Regions from separate parts of the Mus musculus genome. Here region 1 is linked to region 2. Evidence: chromatin contacts called from public HiChIP or PLAC-seq data. All regions are on one chromosome and are shown on one strand. The core of a region is the stretch at or near the end of the contact, and the rest is flanking DNA. Distances in the headings are between cores, read along the strand shown.

Region 1 (6,103 bases), core at 1,678-4,177, 230 kb before region 2:
TTCCTCCACAATTTTTTTAATTCAATGGATAAATGCATAGAGTTTTTCAAAGTGTTTCTTGACATTTCAAGTTACATTCCAACCACTAATTATTAGTTAAGCCTTATTCTTATAATATTCTTTAAAATGAAAGAAGACAAGAATATTTAGAGAAGAGGAAAACATCATTTTCCACATAAATTGAAATTTTAAAACTCAAAAATGAGAGAGAGAGATTTCATAAGCTTTGGGTGACCTTTAAATGTCACATTTACTAATATATAAATGCAAACACAGAAAAATGTAATATCCCGAAATAACAGTAACCTGATCGAAGCAATTACATTGAGTTCTATGATATAAATTATGCTTCCAGTTTAGAGTAGCAATGGCTTTTTAACACCTTTTAAGGTCTAACTACAATCCATTAAAGATCAGTGGTCATTTTTTAATGATTATTTATATGCTTGTAGATTACCTTGTACAACAGATTTCTACACTTACAGTAAATTTCTCAATGTAGAAGATTAGAGGACATACATTATTGCTAATGAATTAAAAGATAAATTTATCACCTCAGTAAACAATTCTTCCGTGAAATCTACTCTAATAATTTGTGTAGATTGTATTGTTGCTGCTAACCTTAATCGATTTTCATAAGCCAGTAAAATATGATTTCAAAGATAACTGTTTACTTGGTCAAATCCCAATTTTTAATGGAATCATATGAAATAAACAGTACACCAATGTAGCAATAGCAAAAACCAAATCTAAGCAAAACCCTCATTGGGTTAGATTGATACCTCGATTTATACGCATCTTAAATCTTTCCCCTCCTTTAACTCTGTTGTGAAGAATACAATCTAAAGAGTATGTGTAATTCCTTAGGACTTTCACTCTACCTCTTCCCATTCCCTTTTTTTTTTTGAAGTGTGGGGGTGCACACACACAAATGCACACGTGTTGGATCTACCAGATGTGGGTGCTGGTCCTCTACATGAACATCTGTACTCTCAACTGCTGAGCCATCTCTCTAACCTCCAGTTCTCGACTGTTCAAAGTAAAATATGCATGTACCCATCAAAAGTCTCCCTCTGTGCACTAATTCTTAGGTGGAGTATAGGAAGAACAGGTATGCCTTAGATCTCTAAACTAAATACGTGGGGGTGGCAAAACGGCTCAGTGGGTAATGGTTCCTGGCACCAAGCCTGAAGAGCTATGTTGATCTCCATCCACATGGCACCAACCTGGGCAAGTAGTTCTCTGCCCTCCACATATGTACAGTAGTATACATGTACCCTCCATACACATATTAAATGAATATATGTAATTTAAAAATTTGAAACTATGTACTTGGAAAAAGAAAAGTGATTTCTATACTTTGGATAACATATATGACATTAAAATTACAGTTTTTCATCTCAAGATTGGACTATAGTTTACAACGAGCATTATGCGAACAAATATTAAAAGGACTAAAACAGGAGTTTGTCTACTAAAACAAGAGTTTGTGGCTTATCTGTTCGCGAGGTCGTTGAAGCATCCGAAACAGGCCATGGACGAACTGAAACAATTTTAAAGGTGCTTTTTAGAGAGTTCATTTAGAGGTTCCATAGAGGAAACCAGAACTCTCACAAGTCACCCAGATGCCTGACCAGAGTGCTGGAGTCCTGCCACTTGTGTGCTGGCTTTTGGCTGCTACTTATTCCTAACTTGAGCAGCAGAACAGTGGGTCAGCCTTACTTTGGGAGTAACCCAGAACCCACTACAACCATTCTCATTAGCTATGACTCATAGAAACTGTGGCATTCGCTGAATACACCCCAGTGCAGTAGCTGGCATAAGGGCAGCATCCCCACTGGAGCACCTCCTGCCCAGGTCACTGGGAGACCTCCCATCAAGCTGAGAACTCTCAAAGCACCAATAGCTATAACTTTGGAGGTGTTTCTTGAGCCAATCAATGCTCAAACTCCAAGGAGCCTCCTTAAGGCGGGACTTGGTCAGAAATCACACTTCAGGTGAGCAGCACAGGGTAACATCACAGTGTCCCCACAAGTAGGTTCTGGACCCCTACTCAAACACCTGGGGCTGTCTTACAGAACAGACTGGGTGTGTGGACTTGGGAGTAGGCCCCAGATGGCGGAGTTGTAAGGACCCCTCAAGTGAGTGGGATGCCGCCATTTCTTCTCCAGCCTCTGGATAGCAAGACAGGGCTAATTGGGTCCCTTAAATTAGCAGCCTGCAAAAGTTGTGGCTGCAGGCAGCGCTCACCAGCCGCTGGGGGTGATCTGAGCCCCAGAAAAAGCGCCACCTGGTCCAAGGCAACGGGCAGGTGCGTGGCCTAGGACACTTACTAAGTGAGCCCCGCGGTGGTCGCGCCCCATGCTCGCCCCCTGCGGCGCCCCTCACCTGGTCCCGGGTCTTCAGGTACCGCTGCAGCGCCTGCTGGGTGAGCTCGCGGACCCGGAGCTGGCCGTCCTTGCAGGGCACCACGATGCCCGTCCTCCCGAAGCACACTGTCACTTTCATCCTGGCCCTGGGCTCCCGCGCGGGGCTGGGCCGAACAGGTGCCTGGCCCCCAGGCACAGCCCCTCCGTCGGGGGACGTGGGGCGGACACGACGCTGTCCCACGCGTGCCTCCGGGACCGGGACCCACAGCTGCTCCCCTGCAGCCCCACGGGAGGCCGAGGGCGGGAACGCGGGCTCGGAGACGCGGGGACGCGGAGGGTCGGCCGGGCGCAAGCGGAGGCTCCACGCGCCAAAGTGAAACTGCGGGTGCGGCCCGGCCCGGCCCTGCCTCTGGCGGTGGCCCTAGCGACCGTGGCAGGGCCGGCCCCAGGCCCCGGGCTGGAGTGGGCGGCGGCGGCGGCGCGCGGGGCCAGAGTTGGGAGGAAACTTTTGCGCCGGCTCCCAACTCCTCCGACGCGCGCGGCGCTCTGGGCTCCCTCGGCCCGCGGGCCAGCCTGGGCCCGGCTCTTAAAGGGGCCGCGGCGCTCGCGGACCACAGAGCGCACCGAGGCGTTGCACCGAGCCCGGGGTTGCCCCAGTAACTAGACCTTGGGTAGCTTGTTGCCCGCACTTGGTTCTCTTTCTCCCTCACATGTACAAGGAGCTCCGGGAATTGTAACGGGATCTGGGAGCTACCACAGGGGAATTGAAACCGGATCTCATAAAGCACACTTGGAATAGATAGGAAACTGGCCTAGCAACTCCCTTAAAATGAGAGTTGGAGGGAGGTTCAAGGGAAGCTCCGGAGCAGGTGCTTTTGCCACACCTTCTAAAGTAGCCATAGAATTGAAGTACTGAGAGGTGGGACTGACTGAAGGCAGAGCTTTTGCTTTGGAGCCACAAGAGAGCTAGCTAAGCTGAGGGAACTTTAAGGCCACTGTGCAGGTGCCAAGTGTTCCACCGAAGATCACACCCAAAATCCAAATATGATAGGGTGTAAAAGTTTACACTTTTCCTTTTGAAGGGGGACTCCCTTTGTGCATCTGTTGACGAAAAGAACACCCTTGAGTCATGATTTCGCAGGTTCCTGTCCTCGAACAATTGAACCCAAGGTATGGGGAGAAGTTCTGATCAACAAGTAACGTCTGCATCCTTAATTCTTAAGTAAACAGCTCCTTTGAGCTGGAAAATAAATACTTTCCCCTTACCTTGTACAGAAAGAAGAGTGCTTGGCTTGCTGGGGGTGCGGTTCAATTTAGAACTTTTCCCTCCAGTCATCGATTTTCAGCACTGAAAGATTCAAAATCAAAACAGACTGGTGTTCAGAAACTGAGCAGGTGACACAGCTGGTTATGGTGCAAAGAACACAGGTCCTCCTATCTAAATCTCTAGTGGCTCCTGACAGTTTTTATGGCAATTTAGTGCATCCATAAGATCCCCCGGGGTATCCTCCATTTCCTACCAGAGTTGCTCCTATGTCAACTTAAACTGAGTTTGAGTTGCTGGGGATGGTTTGGTCCTAAATTATGGATCTGGGAGTTCTGATCTACTTACACTCCTACATTCAATATACATTGATTATGTCCCACGAAAGCACCTTATTCAATGTCAGTGGCCATGAAGAGGGTCATGTAAACTGAGTCAACTTGGAGGAAATACACAGTAGACAGCCTAGTTGGGTTGCAAATCTAACAGACTGATTTAGGTAAACCAAAGACAGAATTATTTTTGTCATAAAACCAGACAAAAAAATCCATTGAGCCACCCTCTGAGGCATAGTTGGAGGCAGGATCATGAAGTGTATCTTCAGGGACTATCTCCAGCTATTAACTACACTAATGTTGTCTCCATTCGCAGTGAAGTGGGCTCACAGGCGTTTCTCTGCTGAGTCTTCCACAGGAAATAGTAAAAATTGAGCACATGCAAATGCCAGGCATTAATGAGTGGTCTCACGCTATACTGAGAATTGTATGAAGGTTTGGAAAGCACAAAGCAAAGATTCTCAGCCGAGAAACAAGTGCACACTGCTTCCTCTGTGCCCCCACCCCCCACCCCCCACCCCCATCCCCGGTCCTTCACCGTGTCCCCAAACTGGTCTTCAACTCCAGTGGACCAGGGTTCTCTTCACATTACAAACTCTTACAGCCAGTAGGAGTTCTCCTCGGGTACCCAGAGCCTTCAGCTTCCTGGCTTTGAGATTCCCCAAGTTAACTATGAAGAACACACAGACTCGCCCCATCCCACTCACAGATTAGATGAAGCAGGTCTTATGGAATGCAGCAAAATCCATGTCTGCAGTAGATAACGGAAGCCTGCAGCTACACCAGCGTTTGAGCAGTACACCCTGTGCACTTTCATGACCCCTCACTAGTAACTGGGCATAGGGCTTAGTGTTTATATTTCATGTTTATTAAATAACCCTGGTTAATTTGCTTTTCAGCCTCATAATGGCACACATAGAAACAATTCATCATATATTAAGAAGAGCAACACAGTCATCCATGCCTAGCAAACACCTAAATCAATATTTCATGCCCTGGGAGCTTCCTAGGCAGAAGACAATAAATAATTTGCCTTGATTTAGTAATATTAGAGGAGTCTAGACCTGGGTTCCATTATCTTGTTTTTGCCTGCTGGATGGATGAACATCCCCTGTGCTGTGAGATTTCCTGTTTGTTTCCCAATACTTCAGTAGGCAATCACACTGGCCACTATTATTGAACTGCCTAGACTCTAAGAGGTATGATGAAAATGTCAGGTACCATGAGGGGTGCTGTGGGGCCAGGCAGCAGTGGAGCTATAGGGTGCTTGCCCAGAGCAAGAGTGGGTTGAAGCATGTCCAAACCCCAGAAATCTCATGCTGAGATTGGCAGAAGTAGGATTACTCCCTTCTCACCCTAGGCCTGTATAACCCAGCACAGGTAGCCCAGCACCCCTACCTTTACCCCCAGAGGAAGTCACATAGCCTAGTAGACAGGTTATCCTTCCTTTCCCATCAAAGGATCATGTCATGTAGCACCTGGATAGCCTCCTTATGCAAATGAGCCACCCCCACCATCCTGGGCCCAGCCAATGATGTACACTCATCTCCAAAGCCCCTACTCACCCCTCAAAGGTCTAAGTACCTTTCATACTCACCCCCATCTAGCTTAGCTATCTCAATGAAACAGTCTCCCAAGAGTCTGTTCTCAGCAGGCTCATCTCTGCCTGAGGTCTCTTCTGCCCCCGGCCATTCCTGTACCACGTCCCCTCGAGAGATCCACCAGCTCTCGATAGGGGCCAACAGGGGCAGGGAGGTGGAGCCAGAACAATAGTGTGCGTTGACTAAACAATAGTAATTGTTAATTCATAGTTGACCAGTAATCCATCTCAATGTTTTATTCTATTAAGACAAAAAAATACTTTTTGGCTTTCAAGGAGTCAGTTACAACAGTCAGTATTTATCATAGAAAACTCGTTGAGTTGGAGATAATCTTACTTTTGAGATCCAGGAAGAATTGTTATAGTCAGTAAAAGTGGGCACCATGTGACATAGATCCTCTGTCTTGGATGTGATGGGTAATGCTGTAGGATGCAGAGGATACAGTTTCTTCAACTACTGACTTGGATCCCTTGAATATTTGCCAAGTAGGGTGGTAGTGCCAATAAGATTGGGTAGAAATTCTACCTTTAATTT
Region 2 (5,934 bases), core at 1,386-3,885:
TACAATCCTCTGGGCCCAAGGAGGTGGGATTACTCAAGCCCAACTCACGGTCCATGTCATTTCTTCCATGAAGATGGGTTCTAGAAATATGCTTCCTGTACTAGCCTAAGGGTCCAGGGAAGGATCTGACCATATAGGTAGCATAGATGTCATTTGGGCTATTAGCCATTTGTGCTCCTGGTTTTGGGAGATTAGAGAAATCTCTGGCTATACAGATAATATAAGAGTCATTTCAACAGTTATGTATCTCCAGTCTTGGTGGTGGGAATTTGGGGGAGACCCTGGCTGTAAGGGTCATTAAGATTACTAGCCACCACCTCTGGTCCTGGTTGTAGGAGCTTGATATGGCCTGGCCCAACAGATAACACAGATCACCAGGCTATTAATCACATCTGACTCCCAGCTTTCTGGAAAAACAGGTTATATATTTTCCCTTTGAAAGAAGATTCCTATGTGCTTAATATTCCTGGGTTTCCTGGAGATCTGTGGGCACAAGGACCTTCATGCTCCCAACAAGTGCTGTTATTATTATGTAATTAATGTTACTATGTAATTAATATATAGTTAATATATAATGTTATTATATAATAATATTGCAAACAGAATTGCTAACGGAAATTATTTCTATTATTTATAGAAGTCTCAATGTGAAAACTGAAAATCCAAGTTCAAGGTTTCAGGACAGCCATACTGCCTTTGTGGGTATTAGAGAATGATCTTCCATTGTGATTTCTTTCTCACTGCCACTGGGGACAATCTTTTGATAGGTTTTTGACTTATTGACCCAAGTCTTCCCAGGCATTCCCTCTGTACGTGTATCCATCTTCAGAGTTCCTTTTTCATAAGGACGCTGCCACTTTGAGCTAGGTATGCACCTTCATTCAAGATGATGAATTTGAGTCGGAAGAGCATAGCCTGATCCTAACTTAACCAATTGTGTTTTCAATTAACTTATTTCCAAAGAAGGCTACCTTATTTGGAAGGTATTCTGGGGTACTGGAGGTTAAGGCCTCACTGAATAATTTTCAAAGGACACAATTCAAACCCAGCACACCATCTCCATCCTTCAGAAAAGAAAACCACACACATAAATGACAAGGTCAGAACAAGAAGTCAGTCCCCCACTCCTGCCTCACCCCCACCTCCAGATAATATGGACAAAATGAGCCAATCTGATTTAGGCATAAGCCATTGACATGCAAATTGTACATTAGAAATGCAAATAAGATGTAATTACAAAGATGATTTAATCACAGGCCAGTCCAATTGGTGGACTTAAAAGGGCCTGCGAAAGTCAAGGGAGAATCTTAATTTGCAGAACAGGGGCTTTCAGACATCTGATACTATTACGCAGGGCACAAAATGACTGGAGGCTGAGAGAGAATAGCCTACTGTTCAGCTGGTTCTTAGGTGCTCTGGAAGGGTAAATTGAGGACACAGTGCTAAGCTGTATTCAGAGAATCCCAAGATGTGTTACTCCTAACTAATTAATGGTAAGTCTAGATAGGGGTGGTTTTCGCTGAACTGTCCAAGAGAGGTACAAAGAGTATAAACCAAGTACTTCAGATGGGGTGACCAATGTCCTGTCTTGCCTGAGGAGTTTCCCAGAATAGCAATTTTCATAAGCCTCAGACAGGCCCAGGCTAAAGCTTCTCTTGAAGATTGTATGTGAACCTTATTAAGCAGCAAGGGAAGACTTCTTGGTTCAAGACCCATGACTATGGGTCAACAGCGGCTAATACCACAACTCATCAGTGCCCTCCAGACACTCTGAGTCTGTGTCCCCTTGCTGCGTCTCAGGTGTTTGAAAAGGGGGTCCTAGGCCTGCTTTGGTCCTTGGTAGACAATGTGGAACTATGTCAAAAGGCAAGAGTTCCTCATGGAGATGGCCTTTCTCTAATCTTAACAATCTCCTCATAGACATTTTAAAATCATAGATACAAAAGCTAATTTATTTATAATCCCCAAAGAAGCTATATGTTTTTTTTTTTTTAAATACAAAACAAAACAATTTATCTAGGTGATTATTGAAAGCAAGCAGGCCTTGAAAACTCAGGGCTGGCAGCCATTCTGACACCAGACGCCCACCCTGCTCTATGCAGCCTAGGAGGTCCTCCTTCTTTATGTCCCTAGGCTGGCAGGGTGTGGAAGGGAGATGGAAAGCCACCTTTTACAAATCTGTCAATCCAATCCAGCTCTTGCCTCCGACCATTTCCAAAGAAAGGTCGTTGATTTGTTTTGTTTTCAATCCCCAAACAAGCCGCTGGAGGAAGGGGCAAATGGGAAGGTTGGTTCGCCTTTTGTAATGGGCCTTGTGGTTCTTCTTTAATTCTAGGATCAACTGTTCACCCTGTGTAGAGCAGTCACAGAGAGCCTGGGCTGGAAAAAGGTGCCTTAAGTCAGGGCACTAAGGAAACCTTAGCATAGTACCGATCAGTTAGCCAGGACTCTCTGTGCTGGGCTCTCTTCTAGGAGGAAGAAAAGGTGGGTTCCAGATCGTTAACCAGTGGCAGCTGGCAGCTTTATTGTTTTTTAATTAAATAACCCCCAGCCACACCAGCACACACCGATCCCCCACCTCCTCCTCCTCCTGCAAACCTCATTAAGCGAGCGGTCTATAATTAAACCCAGAATCGACGGCAGACACTCCTACAATTCATCTCCTGCTTCTGCGGCCAGGCTGTGGGCAAGATCATGGCTCTCTGTTGCATTTTATGGGCTGACAGCGATCCCAGGCAGAGGCCATCTTTATTTGTCACTTAGTGGGCAGCCTGACCCACCCTTCAGAGCAGCCAGATGTATCTCCTGTTCACTGTAGACAGTAGCCCATGAACTAATGTGAGACTTCTGCCTAGAAGGGCCAATTGACCTCAGACAGGTGAGGACTTGGATTCCAAAAATGGAGGATTTTTTTCTGGACCATACGTTCTTGCTCATTTGGAATCAGCATGTCTGAAATATTGTCACGTGATTGGAAGCAGATAGCCATGAGCACTTTTAACTTATACCTACTTCCTTCTTACCAACTTACCAGAGAAGCATGGGTACCTAGGAGAAGGTTTTTCCTACCCATCTCCCACCTCTTCTTTCCATATGTCTTTGCCCTTCCATTCTATCCTAAAAAGTACATGCTTGTACATGTGTGAGTTTGTATGTTAACATGTGTGTGTATGTGCACATGTGTGGTGTATGTATACCTTTACCCTTCTATCCTCTCCTAAAGAGTGTATACATGTGTGTGTGTGTGTGTGTGTGTGTGTGTGTGTGTGTGTGTGGTGTGCAGTGTGTATGTGTGTATGTGTGTGTGGTGTGTGTATACTGTCACTCTTCCGTCCTCTCCTAAAAAGTACATGCATGTGCATGCGTGTTCTGGGAAATGTAGAGGCCCAAGATCTACCTTGAGTGTGTTCCTCTATCACTTTCCATCTTATTTTTAGAGACAGGGCCTCTCATTCAACCAGAGCTTCTCTTGGGGCTAGCCTGGCTGTCCAGCAAACCTGTGGATTCACCTCTGACCAGTACCCCTAGGTCTGGGATGAGAGATGTGGCAAGCTGGCTCCTAGGTGGTACTAGGGATGGATGGTCTTCTAGATGAGCAGCAAACACTTTACCCACTGACCAGTCGTCCCAGGCCTGTGGCTCAGTTTTCTAATACAGTGTGTTTGGGATCTGCTGGCTCTTGAGGTTGTTGGAATCAGATTCTTTTTTGACAGGAGCAGACCCCTTTAATAATTCTCCATGGGGAGGGGAACAGGGAAGAAATTACCAACCATTTTCCTGTGTTATAAATTGTATAAAACCAAATCCCCTTCTCCACCCTGACCCCCAGCTTAGAAACATTGTTTTTAGAAAATTCCCCCAAATACTGTGAAAGTGAATTTATCATTTACATCATTTCTCTTTGTGGCCCTGACAATTCATATTACCCCAGAAACTGACATCTCCACTTTCCTCCAATTGATAAATAATCTCATTTTGATTTCTGAAACTGAGAAACATCATGAGCCTAGCATACAAAGGAAGATTCATTGGCCTTTTACTTCACATGTGGGCTCCTTGAAAAATAGAGTCTGCCTCACCATTTGGGCATTTACTCCTGATGCTCCACTTATCATATTGTGATTGTTTCTAAAAGACACCATATTTTCTTAACTCTTTGGGAATGATTTAACTGATCAAATACCCTGCATCTGGTTGTTATGGCAACTCAAGTTCTAAAAATAATATGAAGGAAAGACCACCTTTAATTGAAATCACATGAAGTTGTTATGGTAACTGGAATTTTTTTTTTAAGTAACTAGGTTAAAACACATTTCATTTTATCTAACACTTTGCACAAACAAATTCTGATTAAAATATCAGGTTTAATTTAATCAGTTAATTAATGTCACTAAATGTCATTTATCTATAACTCTCATTTACACTCACTGCCGAATTAGCCAACTTGCTAATTGTAACCATTCTGTCTGTCTCCAGTTTAAAATTCTGAGACCTGGGGCAGAAATGTGAGGGTGACTTGTTAAGCTCGGATGCCCAAGTAAGGTCTGACAACTGCCTCTCTGGAGACTCTTGTAGTCTTACATCTTTATCTTTAAAGTGGAGACATTATTACTAGCTCTGTTCTTGCCCCGCAGTTGTATGGGTGACGTAAGATGGTGTATCCAGACATTTGCCCTCCTGAAACATGCTGTAGCATAGCACTAAATTATCATCACCTCAGATTCCTTCCTTCATAGATTCATTGAGCATTAAATTTAAAAAAAAAAAAAAAAACCTGTGGAAACAAGCTTGAAATATTTACACTTAAAAAGCTACCTATAGAACTTTGGGTCGGGTAAATGAACTTCAATAAGGAATGACATCTGCCCTTACACTAACCTCTCAAGGAAGCTTCAGATGTGTCTTAAAGATAAAGGTGACACAGCAAAGTGAGGTGACATGTGTCTGGAAAGCTAGATCAGGTCCTGTCTCAGAAAGAAAGTAAGAAAGAGAGAAGGAAAGAAAGAAAGGAAAGAAGGAAGGAAGGAAGGGCAAATGGGAAGGGTACAATGATATTAAATATCTCTTTGAGACCCCTATAATGTCTAGTGTATAGAAGGTGCTTGAATGTATTTAAAGAGTTTATATCAGTGCACAGAGTTTTAGCAATGCCCTCTGCATGCATGGGATCTGGTAAACTTTAAACAGCATGGCAGTGGGGGAAGGGGAGGGGCTTATATAACAGTGGGCTGTCCATATGGTGGGAACAGCATGTGTCTCCACACCCGTTAGTTGCACCCATTAGGAAGCTCACTTTGGTCATGCCCACACTCAGGCAAGTGAGCTATTACTTGACTATACAGGGCTCCGGTTGGTTTTGCCATCTAGGACTTGAAAGCCAAAGTTTAGTGTTTAGACCTAAAACTAAATAAATAAAACTAGTAATGGTTCCAAAAAGAAAACTGAACTCCATAAATATTTAAGCATTTTAAAAATGTAACATTGGACCAACCTTATTAATTACTATGTTTACTACTCTTAAATATTTCTTTACTCTTAAAACAATTTGAAGCATACATTTTTTTTTCTCACCACGCAGGAGTTTTCAACTATGTAAAGCATTTGCCAAGAAATCATAGCCAACCTCACATTAAGTTAGTTACTTTTAGCCAAATTACTCAAGAGCAAAAAAAAAATCACATTTTTAACCCTAAAAGTAGATGCATACTAATGCATTTGATTTAGCATAGGGTGGAAAAGCACAGAGAAGCCTGCTTGATTCTTTTTAATCAAATCTCAGATTCAAAAACAAGAGGAAATGATACAGCAAAAGTCTACGAAAAGCACGGATTTGTGTGTCAGAACAACAAGAACATGAGTTTAAGGGAAAGGAAATGAGGCTGTATTGTAGAAAGACAAGCAAACTGAGAGTAACCTGAGTCTACTCCTGAGTCT

What was found. HiChIP or PLAC-seq counts read pairs in DNA pulled down with a chosen protein or histone mark.
Region 1: a contact with region 2 is called in an H3K4me3 HiChIP or PLAC-seq map of embryonic limb bud, with 3 times the contacts expected there. The contact joins the promoter of Pard3b here to the enhancer-like site in region 2. A contact is called at or near these places in 8 of 39 promoter capture datasets (the 3T3-L1 cell line, the HPC-7 cell line, cranial neural crest and 5 more), 4 of 484 Hi-C or Micro-C datasets (the AML12 cell line, embryonic stem cells and nephron progenitors) and 1 of 115 datasets of contacts at active chromatin or transcription factors (embryonic limb bud).

The regions. Positions count from the first base shown.
Region 1 is chr1:61,635,648-61,641,750 of GRCm38.p6, reverse strand. Pard3b (par-3 family cell polarity regulator beta) reads right to left here and starts at 2,927. Exons shown (of 23, transcript NM_001081050.2): 1 at 2,389-2,927. The coding sequence starts at 2,508.
Region 2 is chr1:61,404,017-61,409,950 of GRCm38.p6, reverse strand. No RefSeq gene overlaps it. Among named protein-coding and RNA genes, the nearest start is that of 9530026F06Rik, 29 kb to the right of the region's middle. Within about 2 kb of position 2,635, at least 9 of the 459 cell types and tissues checked have an H3K27ac peak or open chromatin away from gene starts, as enhancers often do. A contact at or near this core is called in embryonic limb bud, where this site is marked.